Regions from separate parts of the Sus scrofa genome. Here region 2 is linked to region 1. A link is a contact called in public HiChIP or PLAC-seq data. All regions are on one chromosome and are shown on one strand. The core of a region is the stretch at or near the end of the contact, and the rest is flanking DNA. Distances in the headings are between cores, read along the strand shown.

Region 1 (5,323 bases), core at 644-3,143:
CATTTACTTATGGACAATCTGTATTCTTTCCTGTGTGGCCATTTAAGTCTCTGCCTCGTTAGCTTAGTGTCCGGAATGATTAGACAGAGATTTCTGTAAATGCTTTGAACCAGTAACTTTCCCAGCCTTTGCTGATTGGCTTACATGTGGGTGTTGGGGTATATCTTCAATGATCCTGCAGGCAGTTTACAACTTTGCCTTAGCCTTTACTTTCTGCTGTGCAGAGCGTCAGGCACACTAGCAATGAGAGTTCAGGACCTTCTTAGGCATTTCCTGTGCAAACACACAGCCCTACACATGGTGTAGCTTCCTAAGAATATGTGTGAGCTTTTCAAAGTCCTTTACGGATCTCTCATTTGCCAGTTGTTCTTTCTAAGTGTTTTTGGTTAGCCTCACCTATTAACATCATCTCAGGCAGCTTCAATATTAGACAATTATCACTGAGCGCTCCCCCCCCCCCCGAAAATTCCCTAGAGATGCGACTGTTGGCAAAGAGCAGGTTCTAAGTCAGGTCAAGTAAAGATAAGCCCTGAGAATGGGGATTTTCAATAAGCTGCTGTACTGGTCAAATCTTTAACAATTACGGGGCTTTGCGGACATTCCAAATCCGTTCTACCTTCTCCGTGGCAGCTAGATTGCTAGTTTGCACAACTACACAGTTGTGAGGCTTTTTGTTTTCAAGGCTACCATGGAGATGGGGAGAGGAAGATGGGATTAGGTCAAATTAAAATGCCACAAAGCAGCTAGATGTTCTTACCAAAATTCAGCAATTTTTCTGGATAAACACTTCTTGGAATTTTGCAATCCTTTAATTTCCAGGCTTTGGAAAAAGTTGATCTGGACAATTTTTGTCACTGCTTTTATGAAGACACAGATTTTTGGAGACGCCTTATCTGTCATTCAAGAAGTACTCTCCTTTTTTTAGGATGTCAAAAGATAATTTTTTACAAAAATGGAAATGTGATATACAAATCACACAAATATTAAATGAACACATGCTGAGGATTTTATTTAACTCATTACTTCATGTGACCTGCTAAGATGTTAGAAATTCAAGAGAAAATGAAGAGAAACACACATACACATAAACACAGGCAACTGAGAAGGCTGAAGTAGTTTTACAAAGAGATGACTATTTGGTTAATACCTATAACCCAATCATCAGTTTTATTTCACAAGGCCCAATTCCTCTGCATTTCTGCAGGCAAGAATCATCTGCATTGTTACTAATTTTCTATAACTTTTATAGTTATAAAATAGCCGAAAGATAGTAAAATCAAAGATAGACAAGAAGGGTAAACAGATAGGACACCCAGTCATTTTTTTCCGACGTCAAAGTCTTTCGCAATTTCTTCCTGATGCAGGAATGGAGAGGAGGAGAGTGTAGTGAGGGGCTGCATGACTCTCGTGAGAGATCGAACTTGCTGGAAGCAGTGGAGGAGATCTGGATACACTGCAGGGACAGCCCACATGGCTTGTGCACAGGGGTACTGCTTCTGGCCCAAGATTGGATGCTGAGTTCTCCCAGGTGCCTCAGTCTTTGCACCTGTAAGGCAAAGGGGATGGCCCAGGCGGTCACCAAGGCTCTTTCCACTCCAGCCGTGGATCTTGGACCAACAGCAACAGCATTACCTGAGATCTTATTAGAAATGCAAATCCATAGGCTCTATCTATCCCAGTCCTGCTGAATCAGAAATTCCAGGGTGGGCTGCAGTAATCCGGGTTTTAACCAGCAGGTGATTCTGATGCAGTTAAATGTTGAGTCATCACATCCTAATTCCCTATGAAATGAGACTGATTTCGGAGAAATTCATTAGCCATCATAAGAGTATATTTGCTACTTCCTCCTGAATTCGGAAGGCATACAATTCTACATATGGGTAAAAGGTGAAGTCAGTTTGGTGACGGCTCTTTTCAATTTTTATGTTAAAAGGAAGAAGTTCATTACTGGCTTACTCAGAGTTCACTGAAGGAAGCGACCCATCAAAACACTGTCCATTGTTGCAGGAAAACCCTCAATCTACCATTTATTTCAACATGACCAGCCCAAGGAAAGGTCACAGAAGAATCGCTTGAAGATTTGGGTTCACATATTTTATATAGTTAGAAGCTCCTCACCTAGTCATCAGAGTGGGCAAGGGTGAGGTTAGACTTCCTAAATCTTGTGCTGGAAAACATTCACTCTTACTCTTTTTTTTTTTTTTTTTTTTTTTTTTTTTTTTTTTTTGTAGGGCTGCACCCACGACATATTGAATTTCCCAGGCTAGGGGTTGAAGCAGAGCTACAGCTGCCAACCTGCACCACAGCCCAGCAACGCAGGATCAGAGCCACCGTTGCAACCTACACCACAGCTCACGGCAACACTGGATCCCCGACCCACTGAGCTGGGCCAGGGATTGAACCGCAAGCTCATGGTTCCTAGTTGGACCTGTTTCCACTGTTCCACAGCAGGAACCCCACTCTTACTCTTTCCTTGCAAAGCCAATGATCACGAGGCACTGTGCAGCATGACAGAAAAACTTCTAACCATGTCTCTGGTTGAGCGCTTCTTATCATTACTTCTCATAAGCCATTCCATTTCTGTTTGGAAACAGAAGACTGGTCTGTCTGTTTGCCATTATCATTTCCCAACAGGGTGTAGCTCTGCTGGACCATGTGAAATGTGGTCTAGTTTTGTAACATGTCTTCTGTATATTCTCAGCATGAATATACTGTATATTCACAGCTGTTTCCAGTGTGTTCTACAGAAGACACTCTGCTTCACCTCAGCCAAGTGCCCTGACTGGTTCAAAGGTGATCCTTATTTCTAACCTGATGCCTTGGCCATCTTTGAAAACTCTCTTATTAGCGACTTTCCCCTAAGAAAAGTCAGCACATGCACTGAGCAAAGTCGCATCTGTGAACTTGAGAACCAATGAGACCTCGGAACCTGCATCCAAAACTTCGCTGTTCACAGCATAGGGAAGCTATGAATGGGTTTACTATGAAAGAAGCATTATGAATGCCCAATTCTCCTTTGGAAGATTCATAATGTACATTTGTGTAAAGGGCCTTGAAAGTCATGTCGTAAAGGAACTTATCCAACTGTGTTTAACTCAGCAGTTTCCCAAGTTCTTTGGATATGGAACATTTTTATTTCTGGCATATCTAATCACACAGACAGTGTGGGAAAAGAATGTAGATGATTTGGGGTGATGTTTAAGACTACATAGTCACAGAATCCTCTTTCACTCATTTAGGATCAAATAAAGCAAAATATATGAAGGCCAGTTTTAGACAACAAAACATCAGTATCAGTGTGAGTTGCTTAGTGATTGTGGTAGTTGAATCTATCCCAGCTTTTTTCCTCGAAATGTGGTCCATGGACTCAAAACTTTGGATTATTTGGGAGTCTGTTAGAAAGGCTGAATCTCAGGCTCTAATCCAGACTTATTTTATCAAAAGATACATTTTGGCAAGATGTGGTTCCTATGTATTTTAAAATCTGAAGAGCGCTTATGACAGCATTTTGTATTCTTACTCTTGGTGACAGAGGTTAACTCATTCCTGTCGCCTCCTTCTTACAGCGCCTACTCTGTCTAGAATTCATTGCCATGCTTTGCTTCCTGGAATTTCAAAACCTTTTTTCCATTCATTTCAATCCAAACTGTTGGTACTTTTTCCTTGTTCTGAATTCTAATAACCTTGGTGGCTTATTTTTTAGAAACGCTTGCTGGGCCTGGGGAGATTCTAAGAGGACCACGGTAAACTTTAGAAAATTAATACTCTATAAGTTGTTGAACATTGTCAATTAGTTTTCCAAAGTCAGTCTGTCTGAGACTTTCTTTAAGTGTAAGAAAAGGTAGTGTGTTGGGGTGGGGTGTAAGAATAATCCCTTTCCATTTAAAATAGTTTCCTGAGACTTAAAAAAATATGAAAAATAATATTCTCTATCAGAATAATTTATTCTCAGAAGCTGGCGCCAGAACCATGCAGTGGTAGCCACCATAAGCATCACGCAAGCACACACAGAATCCTCTAGCAAGGTTGTTTGTTTCCCTGTGGGCCTCAGTGCTCCAAGATGAGGCTGAGGTGTTGCTCTGTGTTGATGGCCAGATTGTTCAGCCTCCCTATAATCCACTGAAAGTTAAAAACAAAAAAAATTCCTGGAGTTTCCGTCATGGCTCAGCGGTTAACGAACTTGACTCACATCCATGAGGACGCAGGTTCTATCCCTGGCCTCACTCAGTGGGTTGAGGATCTGGTATTGCCGTGAGCTGTGGTGTAGGTCACAGATGCAGCTCGGATACCGCGTTGCTGTGGCTCTGGCATAGGCTGGCAGCTACAGCTCTGATTGGACCCCTAGCCTGGGAACCTCCATATGCCACAGGTGAGGCCCTAAAAAGAGAGAAAGACCAAAAAAAAAAAAAATCCTCACAAGAATCTATACGTTAAATATAGATTTTCCATCCTTAGTAGATAAAGTGGCATATTCTGGTTAACCATCTTGTCCCAATCCTGGCTAACCATTAGATAAAATTTCTGAGATTTGAACATCTTCACTAGACAATGACTGTTGTTTTTTATGATCTGATCCTCCAAGTCTTTCTGGAGGAAGGAGTTAAAGAAAAACTTAAATGCTGGAAAAGATTTCTTATACTTGTTCTTTGGTGGAGAAGAAAAATTGTATAATGAACTCTAAAATATTCAAAACATATTTTTTTGGTTCCTAGCCAAAAAAAAAAAAAGTCTCTAGTTTTATCAGCCTCTAATATGACAGAATTCCAAAAATGTTCTTCTTAATATTCGCATGAATATCTATCCACATCAGCAAACATGCAGCCTTAATGTATGAAAATATCTACCATGTAAAAGGGAAGTGAAAATAACAAATATGGCAAAAGAATGTGATAAAAAGAAGTGCATTATATGCTTAGTAAACCATGAAAACTTCTGAGAAAAAGTTAAATGCATGAGGTCACTAACTCAACATTTTAAATCCCCCAGTGCTGAATTTTTATGGTTTGAAAGCAATCTGAAAGGCATTCAGGCTTCTAGGAAAAAGTTTTGCAACTTTGGATTTCTGCCTGTCTTTTGGGCTTTGTAAGTCTGTTTAAAAATAGAGCCATAAACCAAAAAAAAAAAAAAAAAAAAAAAAGAGGTATAAGGGAACTCGGCCTGTCTCTAAAATGAGGAGTATTATTCTGTTCTTATAATGCTTCTGGTATCACAGAAGCTTCATACTTTACAAAAGCTCAAATTCCCTGAGGATGAAATATTAACAATCTAATCAGTGTCAAAAATTATTGACTCTGAAACTTTATTTTTATTTTTATTTTTGGTC
Region 2 (5,235 bases), core at 2,223-4,722, 140 kb after region 1:
CAAGTGTTACCCCTTTTCTTGCGGGGTGGGGGGGTGTTGGTGGAGAGGTTGCCTGGTATCTTCAGTGATTTGTGAGTTATCTCTGTTATCAACTTAGTTGTACGAGAAAACTAGTTGGGCTCATTTATTTTCTAGAGGCTTTTAGAGGTATACTCAGTTTGTCAGGGAGAATGTTAACTCTGTGATAGTCCATCCCATATTATAAAAGAATAATATGTGCGTATGTGTGTATAGATCCTTCCATGTAGCTATTTCTTTGATACTTGTTCCTTTAATTTTAACTTCAAAATAGAAAATAATATAAAAACGTTTCCGGTTTACAAAATGTAAAATCTTATACAAGCCAATGGACTCCTGGATTTCCTACCTCAGTGTACACGGGACTGTTTGTCATATCAGTTTGTGTATGTGCAAATGTCAAATCATCTTTTGCTTTAATTGCTACTGTAAATAACTGCTTTGAAATACTTATTTTATGATAGTCTTCAGAGTTTAAATATGATTTTTAAGGCACTTGGTTTAAATTTCTCTCTACATATAAATAGTTTAGCATTAAGGGTTTATTTTAAATGATACTCTGATTCTTGGCCAAGTGTAATATTTCATAAAATATAGCATTACTTTTAATAGCCAGCATGTAATACAAGTAAAACTACACTACCTCATACCTACATGATTTTCAAGTTGTAATCCAGAGGGACAGAGAGAGAAAAAAAAATTATCTTTGTCTTTTGGCCATAAAGTGGGGCAGTTTTTTATATATTGCATAGCATTACACATTTATGCCTATTTTAACATTAACTTCTAAAGAAGTTTTTTTCTAAGAAAATTTAAGTTTTTTTTTTTTTTTTTTTTTTTTTTTGAGGCTGCCGAAGACAAATGACAGGATTATGTGTATACAGTGTATATCTTTTCCTTCATGCAGAATTTTGGCAAGGTAGTTTTCCGTTTGTGTATTGCATATTTACATAATCATTGTTCCTTATTTTATGAGTTGGCCTTCTCGTTGCCTGATGATTTTTAAAAAGCTGTTAGGTCTCTCTCAGTAAAATAACTGTACCTTAAAAATTTTTTTTTGTTATTTGAATCCTGCAGCTATAGCACATAATTTGTTGTTAAATCATTATGTTAAAAACAAATATGGGTACAAATCTACATTCTCCTCTGTGCATTTTATAGCAATTTACTATAGCTTAATGTGCAACTAATTTAAAATAAGGAATCAAATATATTTGATGCCGTGGACGATACAAGTTGAATGTGGACATGTAGCCACATTAACAACTTGGAAAAAATTTTAAAATGGCAATGCTACAATGAATTCTCAGGTGAACTTTTTTTTTTCAGTTATAAAACATCTATTTTGAATTTGTAAATATTTTAACTGTTTTATTAAGGCATGTGTATAATAAACTATTCTTTGAAATCTGTTGGGCAGAATGCAAACTTAAAGCCATAATGGTAAAAGATGGCATACTGATTGTAAAATAAACAGAAGTAATAACAGCTATTGATTTTTTTGTATCTTTCATAATATAATTTTCTAACAATGCAATAAAACCACTAAATTTATATACCCATATCCTGTTAAGATCATGTTTCATTACAAGTGAACTCTCATAGTATTTAATTTAATTTCCTGATGTGCTTATCCAAATGTAGCAAAACTAGAAATGTTAGATGTTGATTAAATTGACAGTTCAATAAAATTCTCTCAAATTGCCTCTGATTCTCAAATTGCCTCTGATTGACTAGAGTTGTACATTCCATTTCCATTTTTTCACCTCATATGAATTTACTGATTTAGTCTTTCAACAGTAAACAGTATGAGTATGGCATTTGTATGAAGGAGCCTTTTGTGAGTTAACATGTCTGAAAAGAAAAGAAGTCTCCAGCAATCAAGCATTTAAGAAAACACAGACATTAGCCTTGCTTCTGATTTAATTTTAGTCTAGTCTTTGGTCTGAGCAGTAGGTTTTCTAAGGAGTAGTATTTCTTTCAGTCCTTTAAAAATTTATCTGCTGAGTCAGTTCTACTGTGTTACATTCAACTTCTAACCAGGCCCTTGTAGTCAAGCTTTGAGCAACTGCTCAGAGCTGTTGGCAATCCAGATCCCTGTCCTCTGGTTTAGTAACTGTGAGGCTCAGTTGGGGGTGATGTTGCATCCTGTGTGGAGGCTTAGTTTTGGCCTTAGGCTCATTGATCGTTGGTCATTTCCTGGAGAAAGATACTGCATAATGCTTTAAAAACATTTTCTTTTATTATAGTTCATTTACAGTGTTCTGCCAATTTCTGCCATACAGCAAAATGACCCAGTTATACATATATGTGCTTCTTTTTCTCGTATTCTATCATGTTCCATCATAAGTGATTGGATATACTTCCACGTGCTCATTGCTTACACACTCCACATGAGATAGTTCACCTATACTAACCATGAACTCTCAGTCCATCCCATTCCCTCCCCTTCCCTCTTGGCAACTGCAAGTCTGTTCTCCATGTCCATAAATTTGTTTCTGTTGTGTAGATAGGTTCATTTGTGCTATGTGTTAGATTCCAGATATAAATGATATCATATGGTATTTGTCTTTCTCCTTCTGACTTACTTCACTTAGTATGAGAGTCTCTAGTTCCATCTATGTTGCTGCAAATGGCATTATTTTGTTCTTTTTTATGGCTGAGTAGTATTCCATTGTGCATCTGTACCACATCTTAATCCATTCACCTGTTGATGGTCATTTAGTTTGTTTCCATGTCTTGGCTATTGTCAGTAGTGCTGCTATGAACATAAGGGTGCATGAATCTTTTATTTTTGTCTTTTTTTAGGGCTGCACCTGAGGCATATGGAAGTTCCCAGGCCGGGGTCAAATCAGAACTGTAGCCACCAGCCTTCACCACAGCCACGGCGACGTCAGATTCAAGCTGCATCTGTGACCTATGCCGCAGCTTGTGGCAATGCTGGATCCTTAACCCACTGAGTGAGACCAGGAGCAAACCTGCATCCTCATAGATACTAGTTGGATTCTTAACCCACTGAGCCACAACGGGAACTCTTTTTTTTTTTAATGAAAGTTTTGTCTGGGTCTATGCCCAGGAGTGGGGATTGCTGGATCATATGGTAGTTCTATGTTTAGTTTTCTGAGGTAAGTCCATACTGTTTTCCATAGTGGTTGTACCAGTTTACATTCCACCAGCAGTGTAGGAGGGTTCCTTTTTTCCATAGCCTCTCCAGCATTTGTTATTTGTAGACTTACTTATTGTAGCCATTCTGACTGGTGTGAGGTGGTACCTCGTAGTTTTGACTTGTGTTTCTCTAATAATTAGTAATGTTGAGCATTTTTTCATGTGCCTATTGGTCTCAGGTCTTGTGCCCCTTCTTCAGTTGGGTTGCTTTCATTTACATTTCCCCTTCCTACAGGGTGTTTCCGGCACCCAGGCTGGGTTGAGTGAGGGCTCTCTCTAGGGGCTTTGAGGCCACACTCCTGTGAATAGGCATTTTCAGGCCTGAACCTAAGGATGTGTAGTCTGTCCCCTTCCAAAGCAAGGTTTAGGTTTAAGAAACCTGTCTCCCAGGGATATTTTACACAGACTTAAGCAATCTAGAGGCAACTAAGAACAAGCCATATGGGTCCAAGGCTAGTCCCTACCATCCCCCTCTTGGGCCTGCATGAAAAGGGAGTTGGGGACAATGAGTGTAGCATTGGTGATACCTTCCTGACTCCACCAGTTAAAAGCTAGAACCTGCCCAGCACTCTGTAGTGCATGGAACCCAGCTGCCTTGAAAAAAAGCAGGAAAGCAACGCATCCTTTTTCCAGTTCTGCTTAAGAGCCCCGTGAAGTGCTTTGCCCTGGAAACTGCAGCGGTAGTACCTAGAGGCTGCCTGTCTGGACTGAGGGCCGGCTGCTGCTGGGCCTTTGTAAGGTTGCAGCACTGCTGGTGTTGCAGAGGACTCCCACAGACCTGCCACCTGGGAGTTAATCTGTGCCACAGTGCACCCATCTTCTAAGGCTTCTTGCAGTCCACCAAGTTCACGGTTGGGGGGTGTGTGGCACTGATATTTCTGCCAATTGAGTTTAAGTTCACAGACTGTAGATTCTGGCAAGTGGGCATTGACTGGCATCAGGGGACACTGATAGAAGGAATCTCTCCACATCACTGATGTCCACCACAGCCTTTGGGTACACTAGGTACTGTATTCCAGGGATGTAACTTTTCCGGAGATAACTGCTCTAATGATTGGAGATTGGCTCGTTTTCAAACAAGGTGGCACAGATGCTGTGTGATCCTCCTGTGTGTCATGATCATTCTGAGTTGCTTTAGACTCTTGGCATGAAGCCATTACAGCTTTTGAGTCCCTGAAGAGATGACATTGCTTTTGGGAGAGGTGACCCTCACCTCTGCAGTTGGGACCCCGGAGAAAGTCCCATTCTGCCAGTAAAATACCATAAGCAACAGTGACCCTCCAGATTCAAAAGACTCACAGGCTCGCCTAAAATCTCTTACCCAGGCCACCACCTGTGCTACAGTGCTGTGAAAACTCACTGGGCCTACTTCAAGCCTCCACCAGCCCAAAGTTAAAATTCCTGGCCTCTCTTGTGTGCCATGCATGGCACAGTGAGGTTCCAGATGACATGTATACTTTACTAGCAAACTATTCTTCATTTTTTTTTTTTTTTTTTTTGCTTTTTAGGTCCACACCTGCAGCATATGGAAGTTCCCAGGCTAGGGGTTGAATTGTATCTATAGCTGCCAGCCTACACCACAGCCACAGCAATGCTGGATCCTTAACCTACTGAGCGAGGCCAGGGATTGAACCCTGAGTCCTCACAGATACTAATTGGTTCGTTTCCGTGGCACCACAGTGGGAACTCCCCCAAATTCTATTCTTAGGGTTTTGATTTCTCAGGATCTCTAAGCACTCTCCCCCACCCCCTCCAAATGTTGGGCTTCTAGAGGAGCATGTCATATTCCTTTCCTGAGTTATGAACAATTAGAGAAATACCATGAAGGCATGGTGGATGGAAAACTGAAATCAAACCTCAATGAAGAGTAATCAAAGGAGTCGCTTAGAGAGAGTGCCTCATGGGATCTCTGAAATGGGGCAAGTTTGTGTTATCAGTTTGTCTCCTGTTGGAGGGAAGTGACTTACACTTCTGGTTCCCACGAAGAGGTGGCATGGTGCTTCTTTCAGCAGCACCACACCACCTATATTTGCTGTACCCTCATCAGAGGGG

Evidence for each region. HiChIP or PLAC-seq counts read pairs in DNA pulled down with a chosen protein or histone mark.
Region 2: an H3K27ac HiChIP or PLAC-seq map of alveolar macrophages shows a contact between it and region 1. The contact joins two enhancer-like sites.

Annotation. Positions count from the first base shown.
Region 1 is chr13:192,561,303-192,566,625 of Sscrofa11.1, forward strand. No RefSeq gene overlaps it. Among named protein-coding and RNA genes, the nearest start is that of MAP3K7CL, 75 kb to the left of the region's middle. Within about 2 kb of position 1,894, at least 4 of the 83 cell types and tissues checked have an H3K27ac peak or open chromatin away from gene starts, as enhancers often do. A contact at or near this core is called in alveolar macrophages, where this site is marked.
Region 2 is chr13:192,695,814-192,701,048 of Sscrofa11.1, forward strand. BACH1 (transcription regulator protein BACH1) reads left to right here. Exons shown (of 5, transcript XM_021070889.1): 5 at 1-1,723. Among named protein-coding and RNA genes, the nearest start is that of BACH1, 42 kb to the left of the region's middle. Within about 2 kb of position 3,473, at least 7 of the 83 cell types and tissues checked have an H3K27ac peak or open chromatin away from gene starts, as enhancers often do. A contact at or near this core is called in alveolar macrophages, where this site is marked.